Linked DNA regions of Mus musculus: regions 1 and 3 are each linked to region 2. Evidence: chromatin contacts called from public HiChIP or PLAC-seq and promoter capture Hi-C data. All regions are on one chromosome and are shown on one strand. Each heading gives the region's core, a stretch centred on a gene start, on an enhancer-like site or on the middle of the called end of the contact. The rest is flanking DNA. Distances are from core to core; before and after follow the strand shown.

Region 1 (2,700 bases), core at 65-2,564, 510 kb before region 2:
CAAGCTTGGGCTCTGGAGACCACTGAGGGTTTACATCATGGGACTATTACTTATCGGCCATGCAATCTTGAGCTGGGAAACCTTATTTTCCTCTAATATAAAATATAAAATAAAGTCCTGTATACTCTGCTTTACAATCTTTTTTTTTTTTCTAAGACAGGGTTTCTCTGTGTAGCTCTGGTTGTCCTAGAACTCATTCTGTAGACCAGGTTGGCCTCAAACTCAGAGACCCACCTGCCTCTGCCTCCCAAGTGCTAGATCAAAGGCGTGTGCCACCACGCGCAGCTTCGCTTCAGAATCTTAAAATTTAGAATATAAAACACTGATGAGCTGTTAAGGAGAAGGAACCAAAGCCTCCCATCTCCCTTCCCAACACTGAGTTAAGAACACAACAACACTGAGAGAAACACTATGAAACTGCTATGAAACAGAATGTTCTAGTAATCAAACGGGGGGGGGGGGGACGATAAGACTAGAAGAAGGGAGTGAAATAGGGATGAACCTCCTGAAGGCTCTGCGAAGCAATAGTGCTTTAAAATAAAACAACACCCAGCACTTGGGAGGTAGAGGCAGAAATCTAGTCTATAAAACGAGTTCTAGACAGCCAAAGCTACCCATAGAAGCCCTGTCTCGAAAAAAAATTTTTTAAATAAAAATAAAACACACTTCTGTAAGCAGGATAAAGAGGAGGGAACAAGAGTTTTAAGGGACCTGCCCTTTTTGCAGGCATAGGGTAGACCTACTGCCTGAGTCAAGGAAGAAGCCTGTGGATATGGACGGTCTGCCCCGCCCTGAGATCTTGGCCCCCACCCAGGTCCCTGCGTCCTGGGACACCGGTTGACTCCGCTAGCTGTCTATAGAGGGCGGACACCTATAGACTACAATTCCCAGTATGCATTGCGGCGGGCGGGTCGCTGCACCTGCTCAGTGGGGCTGCCCCGGGCGCCTGGGTATTGATTATTCCATTGTGTGGGACGCCTTGGCTCCAGCCAGTGAATGAGGCGGAGGAGTGAGGGCTTGAAGGAGGAGGGCGAGGAGGAGGAGGAGGAGACAGGGAGCAAGCCAGTGCCCAGGGTGAATCAATGGAAACCCACTCACGAAGCCGGGAAAACACTTCAGCCGCAGCCAAATAGCATTGATTATTTTCTTTCACTTCCCTCACCGCCGTGAATTTATTTATTTTTCCATCTCCGTCCCTGACGCCCCGGAGCGAGCGCTGAAGGGAGGGAGGAGGAGGGGCAAAAAAGGAATCAACACATCGGAGAAGTCCCTTCCAAGAGCCGCCCCCTCCCCTCCCCGCCTCGCGCTGCTTGGCGGCCGCGGTTCGACTCCCGTCCCTGCTTCCAGCTGAGGTGTAAGTGCATCGATTTCCGATGCTGCTGGGTTGGTGTGTTTTTTTTTTTTCTTTTTTTTTCTTTTTTCTTTTTTCCCCCCTCTTCTCTGCCTCTCACTCTCCTTCCCTTCCATGCTCTTCCGAATCTCGAGATCGAGAAGAGAGGAGGCGCTGGGAGATTGCTACTGGATGGGGACGGAGAGGGACGGGAAGAGGCTGGGGGAGGGGACTCAGACGGACAGACAGCCGGGGAGAAGGGGACAGGAGTACTGGGGAGAAAGGGCGCGCGAGTGGGGATGGGGAAGAGGCAGAGGTGGAAGAAACGGAGAAGGGAAAGATAGGGCCAGCCGGACAGAGGGCAGCGAGAGCCTAGACGTACCGCGCCGAGCTCTACCGGGAGCGGGGTTCCTGGAGGGAAAGGGAGGCCGGGTGAGTGCGAGGGCTCTGAGCTATCAGCCTGGAGGGGCCTGCAGCGCATAGGATCTCAGCTGGCTGAGAGATGGGGGAGAAACCCGGGCGGAAGGGCTGATGGATGGGCTAGCGCGCCGGGGTGCCGTGTGGGAGGGGGAGTGTATATCTTTAATGTTCATTTTTGCCTGAAGTAGGTGAGGGGAGCCCCATTGGCGGCGAAGCATGCCTGCCCTGCTTCTCCTGCCACCCGGACTCTCCATCCGCTCTCATTTTTTGAGCTCTGGACCACGCTTCTCACTGTGCCTGCGCCCCCACTGATCTGTGGTTGTGCCATTTTTCACTTGGCTCCCCACCCCATCTATATCCAGTTCTGTGACAGTGACACCTCTCATCCGAGTGATCCTTTCCGAGTACCCCTGTCCCTGTGTGTCACGCCTAGACTGCCTGACTGGCCATCCACTGCTCTCCCTCAGGGTCTGTCTGTACAACTGTGGCCTTTTCAGCTACTTTGGAGTTTGCTTATCAGCCATGATTGTGGTAGTCTGGGGTCAGGGACCTGAGAAGTGGGGGCATGGAGCCGATGTGCCTCCCCCTGAAGACCCTAGTGCCCTTTCAACGTGGGCACAACAGCCTGCTATTCACCCTGGGCAGGAAAGCCTCGGAACTTCTGACATTGTTGATCCCCTTGTTTGGAGACTTTGGGTCTCCAGTGTGTCCTCTGCTTTTCCAGGGGCTTTCCATCGCCAACCTCATCCATGCTGACTTAATTTTCCTCCCTTCCCCCACTCTGCCATTGTATATACATTTATTATCTCACCAGTTTATTTCACCCTGTTTCCATATCCTTTTATCTGATATGGAATATTCTCCTTGCATATTCTCCATCTTTGTTTCCTTTCCTCCTTAGTCAACCAAAGTTGCTGAGGGTTTTGTTTGCTTGTTTGTTTATCCTTTAT
Region 2 (2,700 bases), core at 188-2,687:
GAAAGGTTTATGTAGCACAGGCTGTCCTAGAACTCACTACATAACCCAGACCGACCTCAAACCATCTGTTCTCCTGGCTTCAGACTTCTCAGTGCTGTGAATAGGTACGCAATGCCTGCCTTCTCCTCCCCACTCCCTAGGGATATAAAATTATAAAAGATTCTCAAAATATACAAATGAAAATAATATGCATGAGTTGTGTGCGTGTCATTTTCATAGACCCTAAATACAAAAAGGAAGCCAGATGTGGTGGCCCAGACCTTTAATTCCAGCACGTGAGAGGCAGAGGCAGGCAGGTCTCTGAGTTATAGGCCAGTCTGGTCTACAGAGTGAGTTCCAGGACAGCCAGGACTACCCAGAGGAACCCCACCCCCACCCCCACCCCCACCCCGTTTGGGGGTGGGTGGAAAGAAAGTAATTTCCCACCATTTCCTATCTCTCACCATCTGAGGTGTTATTTTTGGATAGAAAACAAAAGCTGCCTGGTTCTGGTTTTAGTCAAGCGTGTCTTTCCTTGATCATTGGTCATTATTACGTCTTACCCCTTTCCACCCTCAACATTTATCTAGTCCACTCCCCTTAAGAATGGCTGTCCACTCTGCCATCAGCCTCTTATGAGGAAGCCATGAGAGGGTCGGAGTTGGGAGAGTGTAACCTTGCCTGAAAAAATCACACTTTTTGATCTCTAGCCACCTAAAATGCTCGCTAAAAGTTTCACTTCTCAACACCAGGGGGTGTCTCTTCCCGTGTCTCGCTCTATTGCCCTTAGGGTTGCCTTAGTCCAAAACCTTTCTCCGTGTTTTTATGTACACACTAAATCTTCCTCTTGTCCCTCTAGCGACAGGGATCAGCCTGTTATTTTCCTCGCTTCTTTTCATATAAGCACATAAACCTCGTATCCTCCCACTCCACCATCAGAGAATCATGGGGCTAGAAAGTGCTTTTTTTATTGCAGCTTATCTGTTTGTCTCTCAAGTCTCCGGACCAACTTGTCCTTTCCCTGCTTTATGCATTCGTTGGTCTTGCAGCTCCCACACTTCTTGCCTGCGCCTCCTTGCCTCTCAGAGCTATCTTTACACACGGGTCTCTGGACCTCCTACATATCCACCTTTCATCTTCCTCTTACGGTTGGCCCCCTGTCTTATCACTTCTGTGACATCTCTCACCGTCTCCCCCGCAGTCCTCACTCTAGGAACAGTATCACGATATTTCTGTAGAACAAGCCCTTTTCTTCCCAACGTTGATGGATACATTCCACAGTGCCCCTCCGCGCATTCCAACTGTAAACAAAGAGTTCCTTTTCACTCCCCCTCCCCCAGTCTAAACTCTTGAATTTTGTGGACGCAGCTGCCCAATCTGCCCCTTGACCTTTTACGTCCTGTCTGCAGCTCTCCACCTCGGAGGCAGCTTCCACAGTTCCCTGCTTGTGATGCCCAGGAAATCCTTGCGCGGACACCTCAACCCGGGGTGCACACCGCGCTCCGCCCTTCCCGGAAAGTAGATCCGGCCAGGCAGACAAAAGTTTGGAGAAGTTGGGTCCGTGCAAGTGAGAGCCAGGGGGGCGGGCCGGGCCGGCGGGCGGTGGCGCGAGCGGACGCGTGGACAGACCTGCGGAGGACAGCCGCTACCGTGGGCCCTGCCAGCCGCGCGCGGACCCTCTCGCTGGGGCATGCTTCGGGATCGCGGGCACCCGGCACCTGGGCCGCTCGCTGAGCCCCCGTGAGTGACTTGCATCCCAGGAATCCGAGCCCCGGGGAACTCGAGCCCGGCCTCTGGCCGAAACACTGCAGCGTGCCGGGCGAGGAGGGGGCTGCAGGCCCCAGATCCGTGGGCATGGAACGGTTAGGGGAGAAAGCCAGTCGTCTGCTAGAAAAGTTGAGACTCTCGGACTCCGGCAGCGCCAAGTTCGGCCGCAGAAAGGGCGAAGCGAGCCGGTCTGGGTCTGATGGGACCCCCGGAGCAGGCAAGGGACGCTTAAGCGGGTTGGGGGGACCTAGGAAGTCAGGACACCGTGGAGCGAATGGGGGGCCTGGAGATGAACCTTTGGAACCGGCCAGGGAGCAAGGGCCCCTGGACGCCGAGCGGAACGCACGCGGCTCCTTTGAAGCGCAGCGCTTCGAAGGGTCCTTTCCCGGGGGGCCGCCGCCCACTCGAGCCCTGCCTCTGCCTCTGTCGTCGCCTCCTGATTTTCGGCTGGAGACCACGGCTCCAGCCCTTAGCCCTCGCTCCAGCTTCGCCAGTAGCTCGGCCAGCGATGCGAGCAAGCCATCTAGCCCCCGGGGCAGCCTGCTGCTGGACGGAGCCGGGGCCAGCGGAGCCGGAGGTAGCCGGCCGTGCAGCAATCGGACCAGCGGCATCAGCATGGGCTACGACCAGCGCCACGGGAGCCCGCTGCCCGCGGGGCCGTGCCTATTCGGCCTCCCGCTGACCACTGCTCCTGCGGGCTACCCTGGAGGGGCTCCGTCCGCCTACCCGGAGCTCCACGCTGCCCTGGACCGACTATGTGCCCATCGGTCCGTGGGATTCGGCTGCCAGGAGAGCCGTCACTCGTACCCCCCGGCCCTGGGCAGCCCCGGAGCTCTAACCGGAGCCGTGGTGGGAACAGCGGGTCCTTTGGAGAGACGTGGGGCGCAACCCGGACGACACTCGGTTACAGGCTACGGGGACTGCGCCGCGGGGGCCCGTTACCAGGACGAGCTA
Region 3 (2,700 bases), core at 82-2,581, 960 kb before region 2:
CACAGGCTACATTGCCTGGGAAGGGAGAAGAGAAAGCTCTTGGATGTGGGAGTTTGGGCCTGGGTGGGGTGTTTTCCAGAAGACAAAAAAGGCAGCATACTTTGTGTGGCCCCAGGGGGTGGGGGCACAGCAAGGTAGGTCTCTTTGTGTGTTTTTCTGCACATGACAGTTTCCCTGAGAAATTAATTTTAAATGCATGATCCTGAAAGCTTTGATCCCCAGGTATTGGCTCCAGTTGTCTTATGGGAAGCACAGCTTCTCCCAGCCCCACCCCAATTCTCCTGCACGCCCCTGAGAGGGACCTTCTCTCTATCCTTCATAGACCACTCTCACATGGATTAACCAAGTAAACTGCGAAGAAGAGATAAGGAGTCAGTTTAGACTCTTTTACATCCTAGACCATGGAGAGAGGGGTATACGGAGAAGAGGCCCGGTTGTATGGGGGGTGGGGCAGGGGGAGCCAGCCAGGACAAGCCTGGGGTCCAGGACCTACTGGGGGAAGCCGGCCAAGTTAAAAAGGCAGTCTGCCCTCCTCCCATCTTGCTTGCTTCCTTCCTTCTCTCCCTCCCTGTCTCCCTCCCCCCCTAGTCCCCAGAGGCTTCACTGGGCTTCGTGCCAGGTTCCGTTCTGTTCTCAGGGAGGCTGCAAGTGATGTTTACCTTCTACCGTCTTTAGGGAGCTTTGAGCTCGGGTCCCCGGGGCCTCAAACCCTATGGCCTCAAGGCCTTAATGGTTACTCACACACTGAAAGCTGGACTAGGAGCCCTTGGTCTGAAAGAATTACATCTGCTAAGTAGAGCATTTGCAGAGATAGGGCTCAGGAAGGCAAAGGAGAAGGGGGAGGAGGTTGCGAGTGGCAGCTAGAACAGCACACAAGCCGCAGGGAGGGACAGAAGAGCACAGAGGCTGGCTAGGAAACCTGGCATGGCTGGGGATGGGAATGCGGAGGGGGGGGGGGATGCACCACCGTGAGACCCACACTGATTAATAGCCACCCTGCCAGTCTCTTCCTAGGATGGGAAACAAGCGGAGGAAGCCCGGAAGGTGGAGCGCGGAGTGGGCCCCGGGCTATGGGTCACTCACCGCAGGCCGGGGAGGTACATAGCAGCCATGGCACCTGGACTGGCGCTGCGGGATGGCCACAGGAACGAGCGCAGTCGGGGAGACAAGGAAGGCGGGGAAGGAAGGAGCATAGCAAAGCCAGAGGGAGTTGAGGTTGGGCGGGAGGCGCTTAAAAAGGAGGCGGGCAGTCCCCGGGGCGGAACCTAGCTGGTTCTCTCGCCCTTCTGTAGGCCGGCTCACTAGCCCGGGCTCAAGGCCCCGGGCTGGGTGAAGCCTCCGCCCCACAGTCATCACATCCTCAAGCCATTGGAGGCCGGAGTTCAATTTGGGATCCGCCCACTCGGCCAGCCACGCTGTAAGATACTGATGTAACTTTGAAGGCTGTTGCTCCTTAGAGAAAGCAACCAAGAGATGTCGAATGCAAAACAAGTTAAGAGTGAGGGATGAGACCAGGGCTGGGGAGCCCAGGATAACAAGATGCCTAAACCCTCAAGGTCTAGGTTTGCTTTTCCAGAGCACTCCTAGCCTCAGGCTTTTCTTTTCCAGGGTCCCAGATGCTAACTAAGCTCTCCTTAGTCCTCAAATAATAACAAAACCAAACTATTGTCCGTGCCCAGCTTCTTATCAAGGGAGTTTCCTCTAGCACCATGGAATTGGTGGGGTGTTTCAGGCTTACAGACATATCCTTGGTCCTCTAATGCCCTCCCCCACCTAATCCCAAAGAGAGTCCTTGTGTAATTTCTCAACATTTCATTCCAACTTGAGACCATTGGGTATTCAAATGCTGTACCAACCCAAACTCAACGCATCCATGATGCTCAGAATCCTCTTTCTGGTTGCAGCACTGTGACTTTCTTTGGAGAACCATCAGATCATGTGGGTCTGACCTTGCTTCTCTTAGGGCCAGTTTGTGTGGCCCACACCCTGGCCACAGCAATCAGGATGTTCAGAGACGGGGGCATGGGATCCCTGTCTGAGACCTTTTCTAACCTTTGGACATGAGCTCCTTTTTTTGCTGGATTGCTGAGTCTGTAGAGTCTAAGTTGGGTTCTGTTGGGTGTCAGCTTGATAATGCAAAGCACCAACCTGCCTGAGGCAGAGGCAGAGCAGTGAGACAAAGATCAATAGATGTCCCCTAACCACCCCAGTGGTCTTTATTAAGACTGTCTGAGGGCTTCTTTAAAAACCCCTTCTTCTTTTGGGGGTTAGGATGGAAACTGTGAGCAGAGATGCTCAGTGCTGTGGAGCCTGAGTTATGGCAGGGTCTCCCTAAACAGCCAAGGGCTCTCTTCCTCTCCTACTCTTGCTGGGGTAGGTGGTCCAGAGTTTCTTATTCTTTGGAGGCCATGTGGACCTTAGAGGACTGTGTGGACCTAAATGGTCCACTGCTCTGTTGCTGTAGCCAAATTATCTGTCATACCTGGATATGAGCTTGATAAAGTGGTTATTGAGAGCAATGCTAGTACCACTATCAAAGGTAGAATGGATGTTGCTGTTAAAGTCTCAAGAGGCAACTGGTCCCTATATCAGCCCAGGATGCTTCAATGCCTGCCTCATCATCATCTCCTCCTCCTCCTCCTCCTCCTCCTCCTCCTCCTCCTCCTTCTTTTTCTGAGACAGGGTTTCTCTGTGTAGCCC

The links. Promoter capture Hi-C pulls out the DNA fragments that hold promoters and counts their contacts. HiChIP or PLAC-seq counts read pairs in DNA pulled down with a chosen protein or histone mark.
Region 1: a contact with region 2 is called in a promoter capture Hi-C map of the HPC-7 cell line. The contact joins the promoter of Zfhx2 here to the promoter of Ajuba in region 2. A contact is called at or near these places in 4 of 39 promoter capture datasets (the HPC-7 cell line, embryonic stem cells, liver and 1 more), 4 of 484 Hi-C or Micro-C datasets (embryonic stem cells and extraembryonic endoderm stem cells), 5 of 115 datasets of contacts at active chromatin or transcription factors (bone marrow-derived macrophages, embryonic stem cells and pancreatic cancer cells) and 1 of 9 other capture datasets (adipose tissue).
Region 3: a contact with region 2 is called in an HNF4G HiChIP or PLAC-seq map of pancreatic cancer cells. The contact joins the promoter of Pck2 here to the promoter of Ajuba in region 2. A contact is called at or near these places in 1 of 39 promoter capture datasets (embryonic stem cells) and 1 of 115 datasets of contacts at active chromatin or transcription factors (pancreatic cancer cells).

Annotation. Positions count from the first base shown.
Region 1 is chr14:55,090,662-55,093,361 of GRCm38.p6, reverse strand. It overlaps Zfhx2 (zinc finger homeobox 2), which reads left to right and starts at 1,314. Exons shown (of 10, transcript NM_001039198.1): 1 at 1,314-1,354.
Region 2 is chr14:54,576,398-54,579,097 of GRCm38.p6, reverse strand. Ajuba (ajuba LIM protein) reads left to right here and starts at 1,437. Exons shown (of 8, transcript NM_010590.5): 1 at 1,437-2,700. The coding sequence starts at 1,834.
Region 3 is chr14:55,538,897-55,541,596 of GRCm38.p6, reverse strand. Pck2 (phosphoenolpyruvate carboxykinase 2 (mitochondrial)) reads right to left here and starts at 1,331. Exons shown (of 10, transcript NM_028994.3): 1 at 1,084-1,331. The coding sequence starts at 1,112.